Linked DNA regions of Mus musculus: regions 1 and 2 are each linked to region 3. A link is a contact called in public HiChIP or PLAC-seq and promoter capture Hi-C data. All regions are on one chromosome and are shown on one strand. Each heading gives the region's core, a stretch centred on a gene start, on an enhancer-like site or on the middle of the called end of the contact. The rest is flanking DNA. Distances are from core to core; before and after follow the strand shown.

Evidence for each region. Promoter capture Hi-C pulls out the DNA fragments that hold promoters and counts their contacts. HiChIP or PLAC-seq counts read pairs in DNA pulled down with a chosen protein or histone mark.
Region 1: a contact with region 3 is called in an H3K27ac HiChIP or PLAC-seq map of embryonic stem cells, with 7 read pairs. The contact joins the enhancer-like site here to the promoter of Mthfd1l in region 3. A contact is called at or near these places in 1 of 39 promoter capture datasets (embryonic stem cells), 2 of 484 Hi-C or Micro-C datasets (embryonic stem cells and induced pluripotent stem cells), 2 of 115 datasets of contacts at active chromatin or transcription factors (embryonic stem cells and pancreatic cancer cells) and 1 of 9 other capture datasets (embryonic stem cells).
Region 2: a promoter capture Hi-C map of liver shows a contact between it and region 3, with 1.6 times the contacts expected there. The contact joins the enhancer-like site here to the promoter of Mthfd1l in region 3. A contact is called at or near these places in 3 of 39 promoter capture datasets (embryonic stem cells and liver), 3 of 115 datasets of contacts at active chromatin or transcription factors (embryonic stem cells, memory CD8 T cells and pancreatic cancer cells) and 1 of 9 other capture datasets (embryonic stem cells).

What each region holds. Positions count from the first base shown.
Region 1 is chr10:4,059,885-4,063,131 of GRCm38.p6, reverse strand. All of the region lies in intron 20 of Mthfd1l (methylenetetrahydrofolate dehydrogenase (NADP+ dependent) 1-like), which reads right to left. Among named protein-coding and RNA genes, the nearest start is that of Gm40591, 28 kb to the left of the region's middle. Within about 2 kb of position 1,886, at least 7 of the 459 cell types and tissues checked have an H3K27ac peak or open chromatin away from gene starts, as enhancers often do. A contact at or near this core is called in embryonic stem cells and induced pluripotent stem cells, where this site is marked.
Region 2 is chr10:4,077,737-4,081,075 of GRCm38.p6, reverse strand. The region is part of intron 20 of Mthfd1l (methylenetetrahydrofolate dehydrogenase (NADP+ dependent) 1-like); the gene reads right to left. It overlaps Gm40591 (a long non-coding RNA gene), which reads left to right. Exons shown (of 5, transcript XR_003948987.1): 5 at 2,975-3,339. Among named protein-coding and RNA genes, the nearest start is that of Gm40591, 9.9 kb to the left of the region's middle. Within about 2 kb of position 1,630, at least 145 of the 459 cell types and tissues checked have an H3K27ac peak or open chromatin away from gene starts, as enhancers often do. A contact at or near this core is called in liver and memory CD8 T cells, where this site is marked.
Region 3 is chr10:3,971,143-3,974,565 of GRCm38.p6, reverse strand. It overlaps Mthfd1l (methylenetetrahydrofolate dehydrogenase (NADP+ dependent) 1-like), which reads right to left and starts at 1,491. Exons shown (of 28, transcript NM_172308.4): 1 at 1,088-1,491. The coding sequence starts at 1,311.

The sequences.
Region 1 (3,247 bases), core at 637-3,136, 88 kb before region 3:
GAGGACAACTTCAAGACACAGCTAAGACAGGAGGGGTGACGTCAGAGGAATCAGGTCTGTTCCTGAGCTCAGGAGCCAACTTCAAGCCAAGGCTTTTTAATCCATTCACCACTAGGCTCTACCTCCCAAGACTGTTGCTAAGAGGAATTAGGCAGCCAACGATTCAAGTCACAGCAGCAAAGTCACAGAGGTTCTGATCACATCTCATGTCTCTGCCTTCTTTTCGAGTGCTGGGAATTGACTCTAAGGCCCCAGCCATGCTAGACTCTGCCATGGACTCTTATCTCCAGGCTAGCTCTATCTGTCTTATAACAATCAACCCTTGAACCTAAAGCACACACAAACAGCACATTAAGATGTGATGAAGCTAGAGATGCGTGTGTGTGTGTGTGTGTGTGTGTGTGTGTGTGTGTGTGTGTGTGTGTGTGTATGTCCCAGCATGCGGGACAAAGAGGCAAGCAGATCTCTGATTTCGAGACTAGTCTGATCTATAAACAAGTTATAGTACAGCTAGAGCTACACAGAGAAACCCTATTTCAAAAAACAAAACCTAAACCCAAAACAAACAAACTAACAAGACTTGGGGAAATCGACTGGAACATGGGGATCGGGTAACTTAGTCTGAAGACTTTCCCAAGTAGCAGATAACCAAAAGATTCCAATCTTCTTTACTTATTTTCCATTTTTACATGTATTAGTGTTTGTGTACATGTATATGCACCACATGTTTGGTGCACACTAATACCAGAAAGAGGGCATCAGATCCTTGAAACTGGAGTTACAGATAGTTGTGAGCTGCTATGTGGGTGCTGGGATTTGAACCCAGGTCCTCTGTGTGAGCAGCAGTGACTCTTAACCATCAAGCCATCTGTCTAGCCTTTGTTATTCCTTTGTGCTGGGGGTTGAACCTATAGCTTTGACTATGCCAGAAAAGCACTTTACCACTGGGACTCCTTCAGTGTCTGTCTGTCTGTCTGTCTGTCTGTCTGTCTGTCTTTCTCAGTGTTTTCCTTCCTCCCTCCCTCCCTCCTTCCCCCTCTCTTCCTTGCTTCCTTTCTTTCTTTTTTTCTTTTCAAAGGCTGAAGACTACCTGTTAGAAACTAAAAGCACAATTAAACCACAAAGAGGTCAGTCTGTATGGAAGCATAGAAGGGAGAGGTCAGTCTGTATAGAAGCATGCATAGAAGGGAGAGGTCAGCACAGAGGGGCTGGAGAACGGGAGTTGGCAAGGAGCTGCAGGATACAGACATCCAGGGACACCACACACCAACATCCCCACAGTGTGGCTTTGCTAAAACTCCATTCCCTGGACTCAGCGGCGGCTGGGGCTGCATGTCCCCTCCAGCCAGATTGCTAATAATGCAGTTCTTACCCCTGACGTGATTATGTATAGGGTTACTCAAGACCCAAGAATGAACTTCATAACAGAATGAGGCCCCTGACCAAGAGCAGAGTTTTAGATGTCAACAGGGTGAGCTCCAGGAACCTCAGCTCAGAAGCTGGACACTATTGCAACTCAGATCTCAGATCTTTTTTTTTTAAAGGGTGGATGAAATTATAGGAATGTTTAGTTTGGTCTGGCTTTCTTCTACCTAAATGATGGAGTATTTAACATTTCATTGCAATAAAACAGATGGCGAGAATAAGCTGGGTGTAACTACTCAGTGGATTCCTCTGAAACTCAAGAGGCAAGATTTACAAGCGTCTTAAAGGACAAGGGATAAAGTCAAAAGAAAGATGCCTAAAGTCAGTGGTACCCAAGGTGACCTTGACTCAGCAATCCATCAGAAAGACATTTCCCGGTAGGAGAGTGCTGTATCAGAACACTGTTTTTTCCTCCCTGCACTCCCATTGGATCTAAATAGACGCTATGAGGCACGAGAGGGTGAAGTCTGCTTGACACCAGCTCTGGTGTTCAGAGCTGGTGGGGATTCAATGGGGCCAGCAGGGTGGGTGTCTTGTAATGGAATACTGGCGGGCTTTTGAGAAGAGGAATGGGGCGGTGGCTGTGACTCAGGAAGCAGAGCTCAGAGAGTCTCTGCTATCCTAGTGTACACAGTGAGTTCCAGGCCAAATAAAGCTACTAACTGAGGCCCTGTCTTAAAAAGCTCTCCTGGGTTGGAGAAATGGATCCTTAGGTAAGAGCTCTGGTGTGCTGCCCTGGTAGAGGACCTGAGTTTGGTTCCCAATACCAATATCATGTGTGCTCACAGCCACCTGTTGCTCATGGGATCTGATGCCCTCTTCTGGACTGCTAAGTCATCTCCACTCACATGTGCAAGAAACAGCCCCACACCCCCAAAAAACCCAGAGAAAAAACAAAGAAACTTTAAAAAAGGAGAGAGAAGAACAGATGAGTGCATGTGCAGCCCCCATAGTCATACATACATGTACATACATCCCTCATCCATGCATGCATTCATACATACATACCACACACATGCATGTGCACACACAGATACACACACTCCATGCATGCACATACACACCCCCATACCCATACATGCACATACATATACCTCATATCCATGCAATGCACACACATCCACAGACTCCAGGCCTATGCATGCACATATACATACCCCACACTCATGCATGTGCGTGTACACACACAGCATGCACACCCATATATTCTCTCTCTGACTCTTGTGTGTTTTTTTGTTGCCTCACAACTCTGCCAGCCAGAAGGGCCTCAGAAGATGTGAGTCCTCAGCCAACCCACACTAAGAACAAAAGTCCAATCGGACTTCTTTTAAGACATAGTCTGCGGCACTGCACTACAGCAATAGGAAGTGGGCGATTGGGGGAGATACAAACACAACCTATTACTACACATATTAAGATGTATTAGCATGGTATCGCATCATAATTAAGTTGATTTATTCATTGATTTAGGTGGAGGATGCTTGAGTCATTGAGACTAGGGTGGGCTGGCCTTCTAAGACTACAAGCATATGCCATGACATCTGGTCTATTTTATCAGTATTTAACTACAGGAGGGGGCAGTAGACCTTCAGAGTCTATCCATGAACTTCTGTGGCTGTGGCTATTTTGGCTATAAGAGCCCTTGGCTATGAGCATGTACAGTTCCAGGTCCACATTTTCAAGTAGACATGAGTCTTTACCTGAAAATTGTCAAAGAAAATTAAAAAAAAAAAAAAAAGGAATAAAAACAAGAAAGAAAAAGCTAAGGTTTGTGCACAATTTTGAGATTCTTACAAACACTTTAAATGAGATAGTAATAATA
Region 2 (3,339 bases), core at 381-2,880, 110 kb before region 3:
ATGTGAGTTCGATTCCCAGAGCCCATGTTCTAAAAAGCCAGGCATGGTAGCTTATGTTTATAATCCCAGACTGGGAAGGCAGAGGCAGGTCGATCTCTGGGGCTGGATAGGCAGCCAGTGTAGCCTTCATTGTTCAGTTTCAGACCTATATGACAGTGTCTTCAAAAAGGGGAAGGGTGAGGTGGGTGACACTTTGAGGACTGACACCTGTGGTTGTCCTCTGACCTCTGCACACATTCACATCCCAAATGTATACAAAGATGCACATATGCAGGAACACACACACACACACACACACACACACACACACACACACCCCTCATTCTGTAGTAGCATCTAGCTACCAAGTTTCCTAAAACAACCCTACTATATTACTATCATCTCTGCTGTTCTTTCCCACCCAGAAAATTCCTTTCTTTCCTTCCCTGCTTCTTAGACACAGCATCTAAACCCCAGTCCAAGGGCTTACATCCTAGGAGGTTGCCTGAATCTCAGGCAGGGGAATTTCCCTTCTTGTCCTCGTGGGCATCTTCCACCTCTGCTGTTGTTTTTCCCCGCCCCCATTCCCAAGTTTTGCATCCACATGAGCCCAGTCTGCTAGCTCTTCCTTAGAGGAGAGGACAGCCTTACTTGTCTGTCTCTAACACCTAACACAGTCCCTGACATAAAAGTGCATAAACGAATAGCGTGCGATTCAACAGCCGATGCAAAGGTCACAACTCAACAGGACAGACATTAAAAATAGGAAGAAAACCATGTCTGTCTTACCTACCCTCTTTCTTCCTTACAAAACTGTTTTGACAATTTTAATCCTAGATGCAATGGTGTAAACGCCACTCGCATCTGACAATGAATGAGATCATCGCCTCGAGTGTCTAAATAGAGAAATTAAGATCAATTCCGTTCTTTAAGACACAAACTGGAAATAAACAAGAGTGGAGAAAAGAGAGCTTCAGCTAGGGGAAGGAAGTGGGCGGCGGCTGGGAAGGCTAGCTGCCAAAACGCTGTGCAGGAAACGGAAGAGCCAGATTCCCAGGCTTTGAAAGCCGCTCTGTTTTCTGAGCACGTGACCATTCTAAGGTCATTTGTCTCCAGGCTGCAGGCTGCCAAGGGAGAAGGTGAGCTGATGGGTGATCAGCCTTTACTAAAGTAAAGCAAGAAGCGCTTTGCTAAGGCACCAACAGTGACTAACTTGGAGATTGACGACTGCAGGGTTAGCCCCACCCCATGGGCCTTGATAAGAAGCCCACCCTTGTGAGAAAGGACAAGTTGCTCTTCCTGTAGGTTTCACTTCCTCACGACTTCCTGAGAATGACCAACAAGTTAAAACCTCCACGGTGACCTAAAAGAAGCAATTTATTCCCTTATCTTACTTGCTATCCCTAGTAGAAGGTTCAAGAGCCAAGCCAAAGATCAATCTCATATTGAATTTAATAGACATAGCCTTAAATCATGAATCGAGTTTGCTTAGCATGACTTGGCTTTCCTGAAAAGCGTGGAATGCAGGTTTCGGAAGGCTGCCTATTTAAAAGAGGCTTGTGATAAAAATTATTTGTGTAAGCCTCAGCCATGATTTGTCTTGGCAATCTCTTTGTTACAGCTCTTTCACTTACAGCATGAATGGAAACAGGAAATGCTGACGGATGGGCTCACTGAGTAAGCACAGGCATGATCCTGCAGGATGGCTTGATTCAAATGTCAGAAACCTACAAGCAGCTCAGAAAAGGGGCCGGGGGCATTGGGTCCCGGCTAGGAGGGACTTGGAACTCTGGGTGCAGAAGGAGGTTGAAGTGCAGGCAGCTGTCTTGGCCATGACAATCCCCAAGAGCACTTAAGAGTCCTGGTGTAAAGATCATAGAGAAGGAATGACCAGGACGGCCACAAAAATGCGACAGAGGCATGCCATGTGCTCTCTACACCACCCCTGAAGGAGGGAGTTTGTATTTGCCAAGTTTCCCTATGTTATCTCTGGCTCATTATATACAATGAAGAAACAGGGTGACAACTCTCAGATTTCAAAGTACACACCATCTTTATTAATATTACCTTTTTCTAGAGAAGTCCTGTCAGATACAGGTTCATAAAAAGCCTGGAACTGTGAGGAATTTTAGGATGACATTCTTAGTCTTTTTCTGGCTCCTAAGCCTCAGGCACCTTCTGGAGATCGGACGAGGAACCCAGTTGTAGATCCGGGCTCCTCTGTTGCCTGGACAGGAGTGGCTCTGACTTTCCTGCATGTTTTGTGACCCATGACACAACGCTTCTCAATAATTGTGTACGTCTCGGAATTTTGGAAAAACTTTCACTTTTTTTCCTCACTTGACAAGTCCTGAGCCTCTACACCTCTGTGGCGTGCCTGTGCAATCGCCTGTAGGAGACGTCCTCATTTAGTGATGAAAGCAAGCCCATAATTGCACTTATCTGCTCTAAAGTGCCCCATGAGCAAGCAGCATGGCTCTGCCTGCCTTCTGTTTTCAAAGTCCACATTCTGCTCCTCCCTATTATCTATCTACCTCCCCCTTTTCCCTTCCCACCAAACCCCTTCCCAGCAAGCCTCCCTCCCTCCTGTCTTGTTACCATTTTTATTATTTGTCTTGGGGCCCACTTCATTTCATTATGATTGCTTGCACAAGCAATGGTGACTTAGCAGTGCTATACCACCTAGGAATAAGACTACCTCCTCTGAAGCAACCATTAACCGCTTATGGTCCTTTTGGGTGGGGCTGTCACCAGCCACTATTCCATCCGTGAGGGAATATTGATGTGGCCTTTTCTTCTCGAAATGATTTCTATACTTCAATTCTCCCCCTTCCCCCTAGACAGGGTCATACTATGTAACCCTGGCAGGCCTAAAATTCACTATGTGGCCCCAGCTGGCCTCAAACTCACAGAGATCCATCTGCCTCTGCCTCCCAAGTGCTGAGATTAAAGGCTTGCACTTGGTATTGAAATCGTATTTATTCACTTTATGCAGGTAAATCTGAATTCTACCCTGTGTCATCCTTAGAGCTGGCTGTTCTCGTGCTTGACCCGCCTTTACCCACCCTATGGCACTGCAAACCATAAAATGTCATTGAGTTCCTCCTGAGTGAAGTGATATTCGTCCCTGCATCCCCTCCCACTAGTGAAGGTGAGGGGAAACTCAGCAGTTTCTGGAGATATTTTTGGTCACCACTCGTAGCATTTAACTAAGACATAGCATCTTATAATGCTCAAAACTAAAACAAAAACAAAACAAAACAAAAACAAAACAGAACAAAACCAAAAATAAACCCTCCACCGCACTCTAGCAGCTGGCTATGAGTCAAGAAGAACAAAGGAACCCTGGACTCTCTAGAC
Region 3 (3,423 bases), core at 242-2,741:
AAGAGTATGCCACCATGCCCACATGGGTACTGGGGATGGAACTTAGGTCTTCATGTTTCCCCCAGCCAGTACTTTTACTCAGTACTTAACTGAGCAGTCTCCCTAGCCTGAGCTTCCATTTTTAAACAACTGGTAGAAAAACAGAAATAAGGATACTTCATAGCACGTGAAAACCACATGAAATTGAAATGTCAGTGTCCATAAAATGTTGGATTTTATCAAAAAACTGTGAGAACGTTTTTCCTTATTACAAACGTACCCATGTAACATTTTAAATTCTGCTTTTTAGTTCACTGAACCTTAAGTATTTACTGTCATGCTCATTACACCAAGTTTGTAGAGCTTAGTTTAGTTTATTGTAAAAATAATGACTACTTGTTGCGGGATATATGTGTGACAGCCCCTGGGGGCAGATTATTTTTGCTCATTTGTTTCCATAGCCCCAGTTGGGAATCAAAGCAGAAAAGGGCTTTCCCGCCCTTTGCAGGTAGGTGCCTCTGCACAGCAGTGGCCTAGCAAACTCACTATAGGGTCTGACCAGATGACTCTGCTCAGATCACCACCGGATATAGAATGAACTTTCCAGATACTGCTGCACCGGAACCTGTGTGCTCTCTGAGCAGCGATGCTCCGGAGCGGACCGTACGCCTAGACCTAGAGGGCTTCCGCAAGGGGTTTAGCCCGCCCCTCCTTCAGTAGTGGGACATCAGCAGTGGCGGGATTGTAGGGCCATCCTCCTTGCTTCTCTCCCGCCCAGGGCCGCACCGCCCTTTTCCTGTCGGCGCCACGCCCGGCGCGGTTGCATCAGAGCCGGAGGCGGGCGGTGCACGTGGAGCGGGGCGTGCGGTCCGTGAGGCGCGCGCCGGCTGGGGGGGATGCCCTCATCTACCGGGTCCCATACTCCGGACGTTCCCCTTCGCCCCCACGCCCTCTCTGCCAATCGCAAGGCGTCTCTAGCAAGTCGGAACCAAGCATTCTCTGTTTCCCGCCCTACGAACGGTCCCTCGGGTCTCCCAGCGGCCGAGAGTGCCATTGGGTCCTTGGGTCCCTGGCTAGGGACCTGCCTGTAGACAAACAGGACACTCACCTGACGATGGAGTCCATCCCGGGGGCTTCCGGATTGCCTGGGCCATGGCTGCTGAAGGTTTGGCCATCCTGCAGCCGCCGCCCGCGTAACCCCTCGGGGTCACCACCTCCGCTGCTGCTGCTTCTGCTGCCTGAGCGACACAGCTCACGGAGGCGACACGCCGGGCCCGAGGGCAGCTGCTGGCGGCCGAGCTGGCGAAGCAGGAGAGGGAGGCGGACGCTCATGCTGCTGCAGAGTGCGGGGTGACTGGTTATCCCCAGGCGCCGAGATGCGGCTGCAAGTTCTTCCCCGGGCTGGCGTGGGAGGCACCAGAGAGCCAAGCGGCACAGTAAAGGGCCAGCAGCAGGAAAGACTAGACTCTTCCTCGTGGGAGGAACTGAGGCCCCTAGGGGGCACTGTACCAAGTGGCCGTGACGTTAACAGGGCGGGGGCCAGCGGACGTGAAGCTTTTGGTTGGAGTTGCCAGAAAGTCAAGGCATAGGAGGTGGGGCATCAGCGTGGTGCTGAGCCCTTGCCCTGAGATTGTATGGCCAGCCCTTCTGCCTCAAAACCTGATGCCACCCTTGGTCTTCATAATGCAGCTCACTTTCCTCAGGAGGTAGTGGTCCTAAGTCCAGTTTAGACCTTCAGAAGGAAGTGTTTATTACGTGGGAGGTGGCCTAGGGCTAAATGTCGTTCTTAGAGTTTGCAATGCAAATGCTGGTTTTGTAGCCTTAAGCAGATTAACGTCAATGGTTTTAGGACTGAGTCTTCCAAGTTTATAATTTCCAAGGCTAGTGGGAATAACATAGTAACTTTGTAGACCACAAATGAGGTAGGGTAGAATTTGTGCAAGGCAGAGACCGTTTTTTGAGTGCTCACGCTGTCTTGTGTGCTGGAAAGATATATTTATTAACCCCAACAGATGTAAGAAATGGAACGCCATTCGTCTGATTTCTAACCAGGAGAACCTGCGATCAAGAGAAGTCATTTGGTTTGCTGGCAGAGCTGTGAGCTTGCCCAATTCCACGTGCCCTCCTCCTCTTCCTCTTTTTAAGTTTTACTTGTGTCCTTGAGCTTGCAGCAAGTAAAGGATAGGACAACCTGAAGAAACCAGTTCTCTGATTCTATCTTGGGGTCAGCAGCGGCGTGCTGAGGTGCTGGGCAGAAGGATTGTTCTAGGGATAGAACTCAACTTCATAGGTTTGGCAGCAAGTGACTATACCTGTTGAGCCACCTCACTGACACACGGGGGCCATGTTTTTGAAATGCATGGACAAGCAGGTTCCAAAGAGGGTAAAAAGTTTAAGAAAAAAAAAAATACACACATCTAGTTGGAACTTGGAGCCACAGAAACTTACTCCCTATGAAAAGTGCCTACGATGAGGTTGAGTCAGACAGTGTTTACAGGATATCCTCTGCCTTCCTCACTGCTGTAGGTTGGATATGTGTCCCAAAGGTCCATATATTAAAAACCTGGTCACCCTCTTGGTTACTGGGAGATGGAGGCATATTTTAAGAGTTGAAGCTTATACATGGAGGAATTTAAGCCCTTAGAGATGAGCCCATGGAAGGGATATTGGAATCTATCTTCTGGCCATGTCCATTCATTTATTAGGGCAGGTTTGATAGATGTCCCTTTTAGATTGGGGATCCCTAAACACAACATTTCTCATCTGTGGAATAAACTCAATACTGTGCGACATCTCCCAGGACTGTGGTGCGTCTAGAGGAACAAGAGCTGTGGGAAATGTGAAGCTCACTCTGCCTGCAGGGATAGATAATAAGGCTCTTACCTCTAGCCTGGGAAAGCAAGGCAGGCTGACTTACGAGCTTGTAAACTCCCTTCATGCTTCTTAGCAGTGAGTTCAGGGCTAGTATCAAGCAGGTAGAGAGATAGACCACAGACAGCTGGGTGGACGATGTCACTGTGCTTGTGTGTAGACATACCATGCTGGCTACAATCAGGACGGGGAGGGGTGTGCATACGAGAAGAGTGGAGAAGACAGTTGCCCAATGGCCACTGAGGAATCCCAGTCGTCTCAGAGAAAGATTGCATATAGGGAGGGTGCTTTGGAGGAGCGCACGAGGGGTCCGAGGAAATGACGTCAGTTTTGGACAGTTCAGGTGGAGAAATATGTAAAGCCTCCTGTCCCTCAAGAAGGGAGTCTGGGCCAAAGAGGGGACTTTAGGAAGCAGAATATGAATAGTAGTTTAACCCTCCTGCGACTCGCTAGCAGTCAGGGAGACTCTTGGATCTCCTACATTAGCAGCCTATGGATGGCTGAGGAGTTCAGGCAGAGCAGAGCTGTCAGTGGGTGGGCTTGGATGCAAAGTTCCCTCAAAGGAGCTGCATG